2 separate regions of the Mustela erminea genome follow, and region 2 is linked to region 1. The links are chromatin contacts, called in public Hi-C maps. All regions are on one chromosome and are shown on one strand. Each heading gives the region's core, a stretch centred on a gene start, on an enhancer-like site or on the middle of the called end of the contact. The rest is flanking DNA. Distances are from core to core; before and after follow the strand shown.

What was found. A called contact is a pair of places that touch in the nucleus more often than the background predicts.
Region 2: a Hi-C map of skeletal muscle shows a contact between it and region 1, with 9 times the contacts expected there. The contact joins two enhancer-like sites. A contact is called at or near these places in 2 of 3 Hi-C or Micro-C datasets (fibroblasts and skeletal muscle).

Annotation. Positions count from the first base shown.
Region 1 is chr18:47,795,737-47,802,503 of mMusErm1.Pri, reverse strand. SMURF2 (E3 ubiquitin-protein ligase SMURF2) reads left to right here. Exons shown (of 19, transcript XM_032319924.1): 10 at 1,727-1,885; 11 at 3,566-3,761; 12 at 5,140-5,243. Among named protein-coding and RNA genes, the nearest start is that of CEP95, 67 kb to the right of the region's middle. Within about 2 kb of position 3,158, the one cell type or tissue checked has open chromatin away from gene starts, as enhancers often do. A contact at or near this core is called in fibroblasts, where this site is marked.
Region 2 is chr18:47,948,845-47,955,611 of mMusErm1.Pri, reverse strand. No RefSeq gene overlaps it. Among named protein-coding and RNA genes, the nearest start is that of KPNA2, 27 kb to the left of the region's middle. Within about 2 kb of position 3,046, the one cell type or tissue checked has open chromatin away from gene starts, as enhancers often do. A contact at or near this core is called in fibroblasts, where this site is marked.

The DNA of each region.
Region 1 (6,767 bases), core at 1,909-4,408:
CTTGTTATTCATTACATTTCGTTCTGTGTAGTCTTGTGGTACAGATCTGTATTTTTATGGCTGTATAACATTCCATTTTTCTTTAATCATTTCCTAATGGGACATGAAAACATTCCAGTTTTCCGCTCTTTTAACCCATTCCTTAGAGCTCTCCCACATATGATTATAGATTTAAAACATTCTAAATAAAATGATATAAAACAGAATTCTGCATTATATCAAAAGAATTATTCATTCTTTGATTTCAGTAATCACTTTTCCTTTCAGAAAGCTCCATTTAAAAAGATCCATCTGTTCATTCTTAATAATATCTCATTGATAGTTTGTAATTTTTTTAACATTGCATATCATAGCGGTTCTGTTTGATCTCTGACTGTATTTAGGGATCTAATTCCGTGGCTTATTGTTTCCACTAACTCTCAGTCATGACTTTTCTTTCTGGAGTGTGTGGTGATCTTTGAGAGTTTGTCTGATCTTAATTGGTTGGAGTTCTGTGGACCCAAAGTAGGAATTCAGGAAGTATTCCTGGAATCATTTCATCTCCCCATTGAGTTCTCAGCTTAGTGGGGGAAGTTCCAGATTTCCTTTTCCAAATTTGCAGCTGGCCTGGGGCTGCGTTTCCCCATTAACAACTACTCTGTGTTAGCCCTGCCCCTCTGACTGCCTACCTGCCACAAGCTCCGGCTTCAGCTGTAGCCATGGTGGTTTGGTTTTATTTTTGTTTTTAATTTGAAGAGGCTTCTTGGAAATTTTCTTTCACCTCTTCTGAGACTAGCAGTGTATTTTCTAAGCTTTAGTTGTTCTGGAGCATCGAGTCTCTTGGGGCACCTAAAGGCAGAAGTCAAATCATTGTTCCAGTAATCTGTGGGTGCTTAGATGTGTCCATCATTAAGCTTCACCGTGACCAAGAAGAGGTTATTTCTGGAAAATCTTTTTCTAGTTTAACTTTTAAAACATGAGATTAATCATTACAATTATCTGTTACAGTTTAAGTTTACATTAGACATGCTTTTATTTTATTCATTAAGGTCCTATAAATCTTTGTCAGTGTTTTAAGAATGTGTAATACAATAACAATGGTCTTTGATCCGTTAAAAGTCTTTTTGCTTATTTTATTGCAGCAGTAAGCTTGATAGCATTCTTCCTTAGGTGTCTTAAAAAGGTTCTTCATTCACTAGCTTTATAGCTTTCAAAATTCAAAGTGGAGCAGTTTTCCTTTAAAATATATACTGTGAATATTTTCAGGCTCTCTAAATTCAGTAACATTCCCAGTGTTGCTTTGTTGGAGAGTTTAAGATTATTATGGAGTGAACATTTATTTATACAAATCTTATGGTATAGTAATGAATGTAATAATTGAGGGGAAATTTTTTTCTTTCCTTATGTCACTGACATTTGTAAAACTATTTTGTCAGACAAGTATTGAAGCACAGTTTATGTTGGCAAATGTTGTGATTGCTTTTATATTAATTTAAAAAATGTATTACATTAAAGCCCAGGAATGAACTTACTAAAAATGTGGACTGTGTGATAAGTTCCTGAGCCATTTATGAATTGGGTTTTGAATATGCAAGTTTGTTAAACCATTGGGAATTAAAGATTCTAGCTGGACATCTCCAGTTTCTGAAACAATATATTTTCTCAGACTTCATGGAATTGTTTTGTGTCATTTACACTTGCCTGGCCCAGCAATGAGGTATTTTTTATTTTATATTTGTTTTTGCAGGGATCTTAGCAACATCAATTGTGAAGAGCTTGGTCCATTGCCTCCTGGATGGGAGATCCGTAATACTGCAACAGGCAGAGTTTATTTCGTTGACCATAACAACAGAACAACACAGTTTACAGATCCTCGGCTCTCAGCTAACTTGCATTTAGTTTTAAAGTAAGTTTTTGAAACAATACATGTTAAATTGCAAGCCTGAATAAGAAAAGACGGAAGATGCTTTTTGTAATGTGATAGAATGTCTGTTCTCTTTAATTATAAATAACTTCTGTTGGATGAAATTTTATATAAGAGTATGACATGTTTTATTTGATACATGAGTAGTTTAATCCCACTGTGCTTAAGTAGGAACCTGTCCTGGAGTGTTAAGGAAAGAGTATGTACCAAAGGTACATCGTACACACTTGAAGAGACAGGATGCTTTCCCGGGTAGATGCTTTTTAGCTTTTCCTGTGAGTGCATCAGAAATAGCTCCAGGATAGCTGAACCCATCCCAGAGGGATTTTTTTTCTCTCTTAATCATCTTTATTGAAGTGTAAGTGACCTATAATAAACTGCACATTTTAAAGTGTACAATTTAAGTTTTGACATATTATACACCTGTGAAACCATCACCAAAGTGTAGATAGTGAACATATCCATCATCCTCCCAAATTTCCTTATGCTTCTTTGTTAAGTCCTCCTCCTGTCAGGCTTCCCCTGTAATAGTTTCCTAGGGCTGCCGTAACAAAGTGGCACATACAGGTGGTTTAAAACACAGAAATTCATCGAAGGGGCACCGGGGTGGCTCAGTTATTAAGCGACTGCCTTTGGCTCAGGTCCTGAGTCCAGGATCCTGGCGTCGAGCCCCGTGTGTCGGGCTCCCTGCTCAGCGGGAAGCCTGCTTCTCCCTCTCCCACTCCCCCTGCTTGTGTTCCTTCTCTTGCTGTCTCTCTCTCTGTCAAATAGATAAAATCTAAAACTCAAAATCAAAATGATTCCGTTTTCTGCCTGGCATCAGTAGTGAATTACTGGGTTTTTTACTTCCTGATAGTTTATTGGAATTAAGTAGTTCATTATATCATCAGCTTCTTTCAAAAAAATTCTTAGGTGTAACCTACAGTATTTTTGCTGGGAGAATAAAAATATTTGTAGGCAATGTGCCCCTTTAAAGTATTATATTTCTGCTGTGCTTGGGAGATTACTGTCATGTATTTTGTGGCAAACCATGTGTATGCACGTGTAGAAGTCACTTTAGCACAACAATGTGAATGTATTTAATGCCACTGACTGTATTAGAAAAAGGTTAAAATGGTAAATTTTATGTGTTGTATATTTTATCACAATAAAAAGAAAAGTAGTCATTTTCTAAGGCATGTAGACATGTTTGTAGTGTGTTCATTTCTCTGTGCCAGTAGCTTCCACGTGACCTTCCACATTCTTGTGGTCTAGACGTAGCGCAGAGAGGAAAAGGGGCTCCTGCCAAACCACTGGCTCAAGCTCTTTCTTCCAGAGAGACAGACTCTAGATAACGGGCACAGGGTTTTTGGCGTATGCCTGAGTTTTAAAATGCGTGATGGTCAGCTATGCAGAAGAAAATGGAGAATGGTATTCGAGAAATTTATTTTCAGCAGCTGTATAAAGCTGAATGAAAACTCTGTTGTTCAATTTTATAATTTCGTGTGGATTCTGAGAAATAAACTTTGGAGGTAGTTTATCGTCATCAAAAATGTCAAGCCATGAATATCACAAGTCCTGAAAATTATGTAGGTAGACTTACTTTCTAGTATGATGCTCTTTTTAAAATGTATAATTGCTATCTCTTTTATTTAAAATAGCAGCATTTCTGTTTACTTTTAGTCGGCAGAACCAGTTGAAAGACCAGCAGCAGCAGCAGGTGGTATCGTTATGCCCCGATGATGCGGAGTGTCTGACAGTCCCACGGTACAAGCGAGACCTGGTTCAGAAACTAAAAATTTTGCGGCAGGAACTTTCCCAACAACAGCCTCAAGCTGGTCATTGCCGCATTGAGGTTTCCAGGGAAGAGATTTTTGAGGTAAATTTACAAGCCTTAAAATAGAGAAAAATTAAATTTCAGTGTTTGCTATTTTCTAAGAATACTTTCTGAAATTCCTATCTCGAATGGGAGAGTTTTAATTAAGTTCTTTCTTAATTGTGGGGAATAAAGGCAATAATATCAGAGGCTTAATCTAGAAGGTAAACATTTAAATGGGGTCAAGAGTGTGAAATATTCCAGTTGCATCAGCTTGGTCTCTGCATTGCAAATACTTATTTGTTAATGAATTTTTATGTATAGATATATATCTAATTATACTTTAAAAAAAAAAAGATTATTTACTTATTTGACAGAGATCACAAGTAGGCAGAGAGGCAGACAGAGAGAGAGTGGGAAGCAGACTCACCACAGCGCAGAGAGCCTGATGTGCGCCTCAATCCCAGGACCCTGGGATCATGACCTGAGCAGAAGGCAGAGGCTTTAACCCACTGAGCCACCTAGGCGCCCCTACTTTTTTTTTTTTTTTAAAGTAAACTTTATACCCAGAGTGGGGCTTGACCTCACAACCCCAAGATCAAGGTACACATGCTCCATTGCCAGCCAGGTGCCCCTGCCCTGTTACTGAGTTTTAAAAGGCCACAAATATTATCCATCCCTTAGTTTCTAATTCTTCCAAAGGATGAGTGACTCTAAAGTCCAAAAGCCATTTTGTTTAATTCTTTTTGAACTACTTCCTTAATTTATTGAAAATCTTCCTTCCTCGTATATTTTTATTTTTGGACTTTATAGCCCTGCTATCACTTTCAAAGTTCTTCTGTAATAAGTGGCAGAGGTCCAAGGCAGGGTTTTCCCACTCATTGGAAGATTCATGGGTTTGATGTTTGGGGATTTGATAACCTTTTTCCTAAAGGATCAACTTTTCTTCTCTCAGGACAGTTCTAACCTTGTTTGTAAGTCAGTTTTATATTTTAAAATAATATGAAGATGCTGGTCTAATGACAATCAAATAAATGATTACTTATATTCTTTGCAACTTTCTTTTTCTCATCTTTCTGTTGGTGCCTGTGACCTAGAATTAGGTCAACCAACTTTTAAAAATTTGGTACTTTTATCAAATTCGTAATGTGAGTTGTGTAGTCATTGCTGTGGTTCATAGAACTTAAATACGGAGTTTTGTACTTAGGTTGTTAATATAGCATTTATCAAATGAATTAATTTCAGTAGTATTTAACTATATCCATCTTGCTCTTATAAGTTCCATGAAGTTTCAAACACTTCGAATTTGTCCATTGATTTGATTGTTGAACAAATTTAATCTTATTTCAATAAATGTATGTTTTGTAGGTAAAATGCAAGGGAGAGTTTAAATAACAAGTTTAAAGCACCTAGTAACAATAGTGTGTTAATTTTTTTTCAGGAATCCTATCGGCAGGTCATGAAAATGAGACCCAAAGATCTGTGGAAGCGATTAATGATAAAATTTCGTGGAGAAGAAGGCCTTGACTATGGAGGGGTTGCCAGGTAAAGACTTGCTCATGAGTAAAGGACGTATGGTTTATAAGTTTAAGATACTTCCTCTGGTGAATCTTCTCACTGATATTTATTTTCGAGCGTAACATTCCCTAATTTTTGCAATACAGTGGATTTCCTAATAGATGTGTTCATGATGAGGTTGGAGCAGGACTGCCACCACAGAGTAACTGAGAGCTCCCTGTGGATTAGCCAGCCCAGCGAGACTGCCTCTGAAAACTAGCTGCACCCCTACACGGGCAGTGGTGGGCCCCACGGGCCCCGCATGCTCTCCATCTCTCTCGTTCAGTATGTGTTATTCCCTCTGCTTTACATTGTTAGGAACGGTCTGGAGATTTTAATGACATATATTCTAAACTGAGTGCTGTTTTCCTTTGCTCCCGTTGCCATGCTTTTTAACCTTGTTAAAGTAACGTCTGTGTGTGCATGTAAGTAGGGAAGCGCGGGTGTACATAGGTGTGTATTTCAAGTAGTCTTTTAAAATGTTTCAGTATAGAAGCTGTAATGTTTATGCTACTTTCAAATATACATTTTTTTATAGGTGTGAGAATTTACTTTATGTAGATGTAGCAGAAACAGTATAGCTTCTTTACTGAAATGTCCTAAGGACCATCATAATAATTCTGCTATTCCTCATCTAAATCAGCCTAAATTAAATTTGTGTTTCCACTAAGTCGCATTACTGGTTGTCACCTATAGGCTTATTTTTATTCTGTGGCCTTTTTACCAATAAATGGATAATTTCTTTAGTTTGGAATCTTAGAATTCATCACATGTACATCATACTTAGGGCTTGAGAGTTTCTGTGGAATTCTTAGAATTTGCTCATAACTAGATTTGAATGCTTCTTGGGAAGACCTGTTAATTACCTGTTGATAGAATCTAAATGCTGTAATTATATGTATAGTCAAGAAACTAGTCAGTTTTTTGTTATTTATTTCTTAACCTCGCTATTGTCAGGGTTTGGGCAGACTAAATGCTATGTGGCAATGAAATGCTTTTTCTGCTCTTTATTGCATAGTGAAACACCAGAGTAGCTGGGTCTGCTTAGATGTGTATTCAAAGTACTTGGTAAAACAAAACAAATATTTCGATTTTCTTTAAAATAATGCATAAGAAAGCATAGAAGACATGTCAGGTGAGCTTGTTCAGTGTGTTGGCACATTGTTTATGTGGAAACCTTCCTAAAAATCTCGAGTTTTTCTAGTATTACATAAATGGTAGTGATTTGATTTAGACTAAATCACTTACAGAACTTTGAAACATTTTTAACTACTTGTCAATAGTGTTTCACTGCATTTCCTAAAAACATCATTCAATCTTTTTTTTTTTTTAAGGTTTTATTTGTTTATTGGAAAGAGAGACAGTGAGCAAGAGCCCGAGTGGGGGAGGGGCAGAGGGAGAAGCAGGGAGCCCGATGTGATGCCAGGGCTCGATCCCAGGATGCTGGGATCATGACCTGAGCCGAAGGCAGATGCTTAACCAATTGAGCCACCCAGGGGCCCCTCAGTCTGT
Region 2 (6,767 bases), core at 1,797-4,296, 150 kb before region 1:
TCTTTTGGTTTTACATAGGAAGTGAGGGGAAAAAAACGCAGTTCTTATAATGGTCTACAATCAGAGAAAATAGAAGTTTTTGGTTAAAAACATGCGTTTTTTTTTCCCCCCCCTCATGGTGGGGTTAATATTTTGAATGTAGATACAGGGCGTGGGGCTGGCTGTTTAAAACAACATGGGAAGTGCTGAGCTCTGTGCGTTACAGCAGAGGGAGGTGTTTGTGGAAAGCCCCGGGCTTCCACCCAGCTGGAAAAACCACCACAGGGAGGCAGTAGAGCTCAGTGGTTAAAAGTGTGGCCTCTGAATGCTGAAGGTTGGAGTTTGGAATCTGACTCTAGTACTTAAGAGCTGTGTGACCTCCTGAAAGTTACTTAACTGCTCTGTGCCTCACTTTCCAACTCAGCAAAATGGGAGGAAACTACCATCTAAACCTGAAGGATGTTTTAAGGGTGAATGAGCTAAATAGCTTAACAAGTAAGCTCTCAATTAGTTTAAAAAAAGCAGGAGTTTAAGGTGGGGGCAAAAAAAATGCAGATAGGTCGATGCATAGATAGGCATTTTTTGGTTTTGTTTTGTTTTTGAGAGTGCAATATTTTTAAGGCTGTGCAAAATGCTTTAACCCCAAAAGCTCCAAATAGTTACTCAAAGAGCCTGTCCCCAGTCCTCACCTACGGTCACATCCCTTTCTGGTCATGAAGCAGTTCTCAAGAATGGCTTCAGAATCGTCATGATCCTCCACAATGTTCTTCTAGCTTCCTTGTCAGGCAAAGGATGTATAATTTGTTCCATTTCACTCTTGAGTGTGACAAGCATTCATCTTAGCCCTTGTTGAGTGTACACAAACACACACACAATTTATATAATTGTCTTGTTATATGTAATATAGTTATGGTATAATATGATATATTAAATTACATATCAATTTTATCTTTTTAAAAAATATTTTATTTATTTATTTGACAGAGATCACAAGTAGGCAGAGAGGCAGGCAGAGAGGAGGAAGCAGGCTCTCCGCCGAGCAGAGAGCCCGATGCGGGAATCGATCCCAGGACCCTGAGATCATGCATGACCTGAGCTGAAGGCAGAGGCTTAACCCACTGAGCCACCCAGGTGCCCCCAATTTTATCTTTTTAAATTTAGGATTTCACAGAGGTGAGAAGGCTACTTTTTCTGCTTTTGTTTTGGTCGCTGCTGTTGTTCAAGGTTTCAGAAAAAGACCTTAAAGTGAAACCTTTCAGTGTTGATCACATTGAGTACGGTCCAAGTAGGGGTGAGGGGAGAGTTAGATCATGGCTGGTGATTAAGTGGGTGATTGGTAACATTTGGGAAGAAGGAGAAGGCTAATTAGGCGTGGTGGGCTCTGGGGGATCGGAGGAGAGGAATTAAGGCTTAATTACCTGATTGGATCATGGTTCCATCTACAGGTTGGCTGGTTGTTCAGAGTGGACTTGTGAAAGAAGTGAGAGAAATCCTCTCTCTTCCCCGGTAGCCTGGGTAGATCAAGGTTGACCTTGAATCCTGGCAACCTCTCAGCTGCTTAGCAGGAAGTTTTTAAGGCTGGAGGGATTCCAAATGAGAGCTAATATTCCTAATGGTGGACATTCACTCGGCATTTCTGCTGCACCGAGTACAGCCCTTATATACTTGAACCTCTCAGAAAAGCCTCATCACACTCTATGAGGTGGGTGGGGTCCATTTTTACAGATGCGAAAATGAAGGCACAAGGAGGTCATGTGATCCGCCAAGGGGCAGCCGGCTTCTTCGGTTTCAGCTTCTCCAAAGGACCAAGGGAGGTGATGTCCCAGAGCCCAGACTCTTTGGCTCTGCAGACCTGGCTCCTGGTGTGGGCTCTGCAATGGACAAGCGTGCCCAGCAGAGCTGGGTGGCTCCCCGTGGACACCCAGGAGGGTGTGGGGAAGAGCAAGCTGGTGGCCTCCGGTGAAGAAGCCATGTCCTTTCTTTAGTGGGAGAGCACCAATAGGGAGGCGGGGCGGGGAAGCTGAGGGCTACTAGCCGGGATGTTGGGCCTCAGAACTCTCCCCAGAATGAATCAGCACTCTTCAGATCCATTAGATCTTTTCCAGGAAAGATCTAATGCTGGGCAGAGGAGGGACTGGAACTGACAGTTTTTGTTTTCTTGATTTGTTTTTTTTTAAGATTTTATTTATTTATTTGACAGACAGATCACAAGTGGGCAGAGAGGCAGGCAGAGAGAGAGAGGAGGAAGCAGGCTCCCCACTGAGCAGAGAGCCCGATCTGGGGCTCAATCCCAGGACTCCGGGATCATGACCTGAGTGAAGGCATAGAGATTAACCCGCTGAGCCACACAGGAGCCCCAATGGAGCTGACAGTTTTAAAAGCTGCTTCCCTGAGGTGCGTCCCTTCAAGCCAACACTGTTTTTTGAGGCTTTTAAATGAGCGTGGGAAGGAAACTCGTAGACACCGCAAACATCCCCTGACATGCATTACCTCTCTCAATTCCCTCAAACACCTGGGAGGCAGGGGCAAGGATTCCACCTCTAGAGAGAAAGAAATGGAGTTTCAGAGAGGTTGAGGAAGCTTCCTAGAGTCACACAGCCACCAAATAGCGAAACTGGAAAGTGAATTGTCCTCTGTCAGTCCCCTGCTTAATACTGCCAGGGATGGGGGTACAAAGCCAGCAAGAAAAATAACTGACCCCCCCATCCCCCAAGACTTTTAGTATCCAATCGAAGAGCTGAGCCTGATATCCAAATGACCAACAGGAGTCGCAGGCTTCGGTCAAGAACTTTCTGGAGCTGACTCTGCTTTTCATTCAGTGACTCTCATTGGCTAACCATGGCCTTGTGAGGAAGAAATCATTGTTCCCATTTTACAGGTGGGGCAATTGGGTCTCAGAGAAGTTAGTAAAGTTGCTTAAGATTCCCCAGCCATCAGTTGTCTCTTCCCAGCCAAGGGAGGCACCATGAGAAGAACAAACAATCCGCGTGGGTGGGGTGGTTACATCTGGTGTGTGTGGAGCTCCAGCCTCATTCCAGGCCTGAAGTGAGTCATCTGCACGTCCCAGAACCAGCCCCTCTGGACCCACGGCTGTTTTGTACATTAGGCAGAGCTGGGCCCAGATAATGTGGTTCTAAGCAGAGAAGATGGCCTCCTTCCAACCACGTCCCCTCTGCAGGCCCTTGGGAGCTGGCCAGGCCCGGTGACCCGTGGAAGGGGTGATGCTGTGCCCTGGTGTCCAAGCAGCAGGGCTTGGCCAAGTCTGCTGGGCTCCTTCCAGCTCAGAAACCCATTTGCTTTTACCCGACAATGTGAACCAGATGTGGGGCACCTCCACTCTGCAGGGCAGAGGCCACTCCTGGAGGCCCCTGACCACCCGGCCCCCCAGCCCCGCAGCATCTGGGGAGGGGGCTCACTGGAAGCAGCGGTTGATAGCCCAGCCCCCTTTCCTCCCTCCTGCTCCTTGCAACCCCCCCGCCCCGTTTCATTCCTCATGGCACCCCTGCCTCTTCCCTCCCCACCAACAGGAAATGACACTGGACAGATCTCAAAAGTCCATATGTCTTGGACAGTCTCTCTAGGAATTTTCTGGGCCTCTAGTTTGCTCTATGTGTCATGTCCTTTCCACTCAACACTTAAAAAAAAAAATAGGAAAAAGGAAAATAAGAGTGAGTGTCCTTCTCCCCAGGGCTCCCTTACCTTCTCTTGATCTCGGCCAAGAAATGTCGTGTCTGTATGTGCTCGTGGATTCGGGGAGGTTGTAATCTGTTACTGTCATTACAGATTTTGATAATTATTCCCCGTGTGGCCAGTAGGAGCCCTCAAGCTAATTGCTGTGTCCTTTTGCCAGACCTGTCATTCTCTGAGCTTTCTAGCACAAGATGTTCTAGGCTCATCTCATGCTTTTCCTGTCCCAGCCCTGGGAAACCAGTCATTCCTCCAAGGACCCGGTTCATTTTAGTGCGGAGTTGAGATCTCAGTGCTGGGTGTGGTCATTGGTACCAGGGTGAGTCCTCTCTTTTCCTCTTGGGGGAGAAAATGAGGGAATGTAGGTGTGTATACACGTCCAGACACAGCAGAACACATACAACATGACATACAGACAATCAGAACCAGGTATATTGACATCTACTTATTTAAACACATTACGGTAAAATGCTCAGAACATGAAGTTGACCATCTTACCCATCTTCAAGGGCATTAAGAACCTTCACTTGTATCACTCTCTCCACCATCCCTTCCCAGATCTCCTCATCTTGCAAAAACTCTAGTAAATGCCCATCTCTATAATTCCTTTTCTATCTCTATATACTGAAAGACTTCCCACCAATATGAGTTCACACCATTGTGTCTGATTTCCATCCAACACCACAGGCTTTGTCCCAGTCTTCTTCCCTTTCCGTATTTAGAACCCTGTTCTTGGACAGTGAGGATTTCCCCTCCCCGCGTGGGCTCTGGCTCTCTACTCCAGGCTGTACCTGCATGGACAGTCTTCCTACCCTTCTCGGGCTCTGAATCCAAATGTCAGGCCACCTGCACACTGTGTGGGCACCCACTCAGGGTCACCAGGGCTCCCCACCCCCTTCCACGAGGGACACCTACCTAGCTCTGTCTCACCTAAGGTTTTGGATTGAATTGTTCCAGAAAGGAAGGAGAAGGGGAAAGGGATATAAAGAAAAGCTATTAGTCCCATCATTTTAAAGATTTATTTATTTATTTGAGAGAGAGAACAGCATGGGAGGGGCAAAGGGAGAAGGAGAGAGAGAATCCAAAGCAGGCTCCATGCCCGGTGTGGAACCAAACTCGGGGCTTGATCTCACGACCCTGAGATCATGACCTGAGCCGAAATCAAGAGTCGGACGCTCAATGACTAAGCCACCCAAGCACCCCAGTCCCATGATTTTTAAACTAAATGACACAGACTTCATTCAGTTCTCATATGAGACTACCACTGGCCTTTTTCCATCACAGGATCCAATCCAGGATACCATCTTGCACAGAGTTGTCCAGTCTCCTCCAACCTGTGACAGTTTCTGAGTCAATCCTTGTGTTTCTGTATCTTGATATACTTTTTTTAAAAAAAGATTTTATTTATTTATTTGACAGAGAGAAATCACAAGTAGGCAGAGAGGCAGGCAGAGAGAGAGAGAGAGAGGAGGAAGCAGGCTCCCTGCTGAGCAGAGAGCCCGATGCGGGTCTCGATCCCAGGACCCTGAGATCACGACCTGAGCCAAAGGCAGCAGCTCAACCCACTGAGCCACCCAGGCACCCATCTTGATATACTTTTTATTTTTTTTAAGATTTTTTGTTTATTTATTTGACGGAGAGAGATCACAAGTAGATAGAGAGGCAGGCAGAGAGAGAGAGAGAGGGAAGCAGGCTCCCCGCCGAGCAGAGAGCCCGATGTGGGGCTTGATCCCAGGACTCCGGGATCATGACCTGAGCCGAAGGCAGAGGCTTAACCCACTGAGCCACCCAGGCGCCCCCCCATCTTGATATAATTTTGAAGAGTATACTCTGCTATTTTGTATAATGTTCCTCAATTTGAGCTCATTTGATATTTTCTCATGACTAAACCGGGGATATAGATTTGGGGGAGGAATACCAAAGAGATAAAGTGCCCTTTCCGTTCAATCACGTGAAGGGGAGCGTGATGCCACCGTGTGCTGATTACCTTTAAAAATGGGGAAACTGAGTTTCCAACGCTGTCACCGATGAGGGAGGATTAGAAGCTGGGCTGGTCTCTGAGCCTTGTGCCGATTTCCTGAATTTGAGAGGAAGAACTGGCCAGTGTAGGAGATGACAAAAGGCCCCTGGTGTTCAAGTCAAGGGTGGACGGTGGGGAGACTTTACATCCATATGAGGTCCTCAGGCCAGGGCTGATTCACCACCCGTGGCCTCTTCCCCAGGACTCTGTCCAGTCTTGTCTTAAATTCCCTCTGTCTTGTGCAAGCAGCAACGAGCGCTCCTCTTCAAATAGATCTGGCGAGACCATCTTTTGTCCATTAGATGAGATTGTCTGGTCTTTGTGCCTCTAGCACCGGGATGGAAATAGTCTGATAATTCAAAAAGGATGCATTTTTCACGAGGGTTCAGGTTATACAAGAATCCTATAACCAAACCAGCTAGCAGTCATGTGGTCATGTGTGTCCGCAGCCCCCCTCCAGAGGTCCTGCCTGTTCTCTGGGCCTCTCCGGGTGTCGCTTACAGAAGAGGCGGTCGAAGGGAATTAGCTTATGGATGTTGGTGACGCTGGCTTCCCTTTGCCTGCTCTTGAGCTCTGTGCCTTGCAGTTATCAACAAAATCCCTGCTTTAGAAACTCTGAAACAGCCTGAACGTTCAGAGTGAACGTTCCGAACATGTCCTCCGGGCAGCGGTCAACCAGCATATGTGATTTGTCTGGCCCTCACTTAATTAAAAAGTTTAAAATTAGTTCACAACATGAAAAAATCAGGAGCTCACCGTAAGAGCTGGATTTGGGCCTCTCTTGGAAAATCAGATGTGGCCAACATTCCTACATGGCAGCAGATGGTCAGGGCTGAAGAGTGGCTGCCGCTTTCAAATGTGGACACGTGCGCCCGTTTACTCTCTTCCTTGCCCTCCCCTACATTACCATCCCCCCAGCCCCATTCATGTGTATCGTCTGCCTGGGCTTGTAAGACGTCTGAGTCCACAATTCTGGTACATTCTTGCACTTTATTCATTCATGCTACACTGACTGAGCCCTTGACCCAGACCACGTTCTGTCCTGGACTCCAAGATCAACAGCATCTTCCCTGGTGATTCT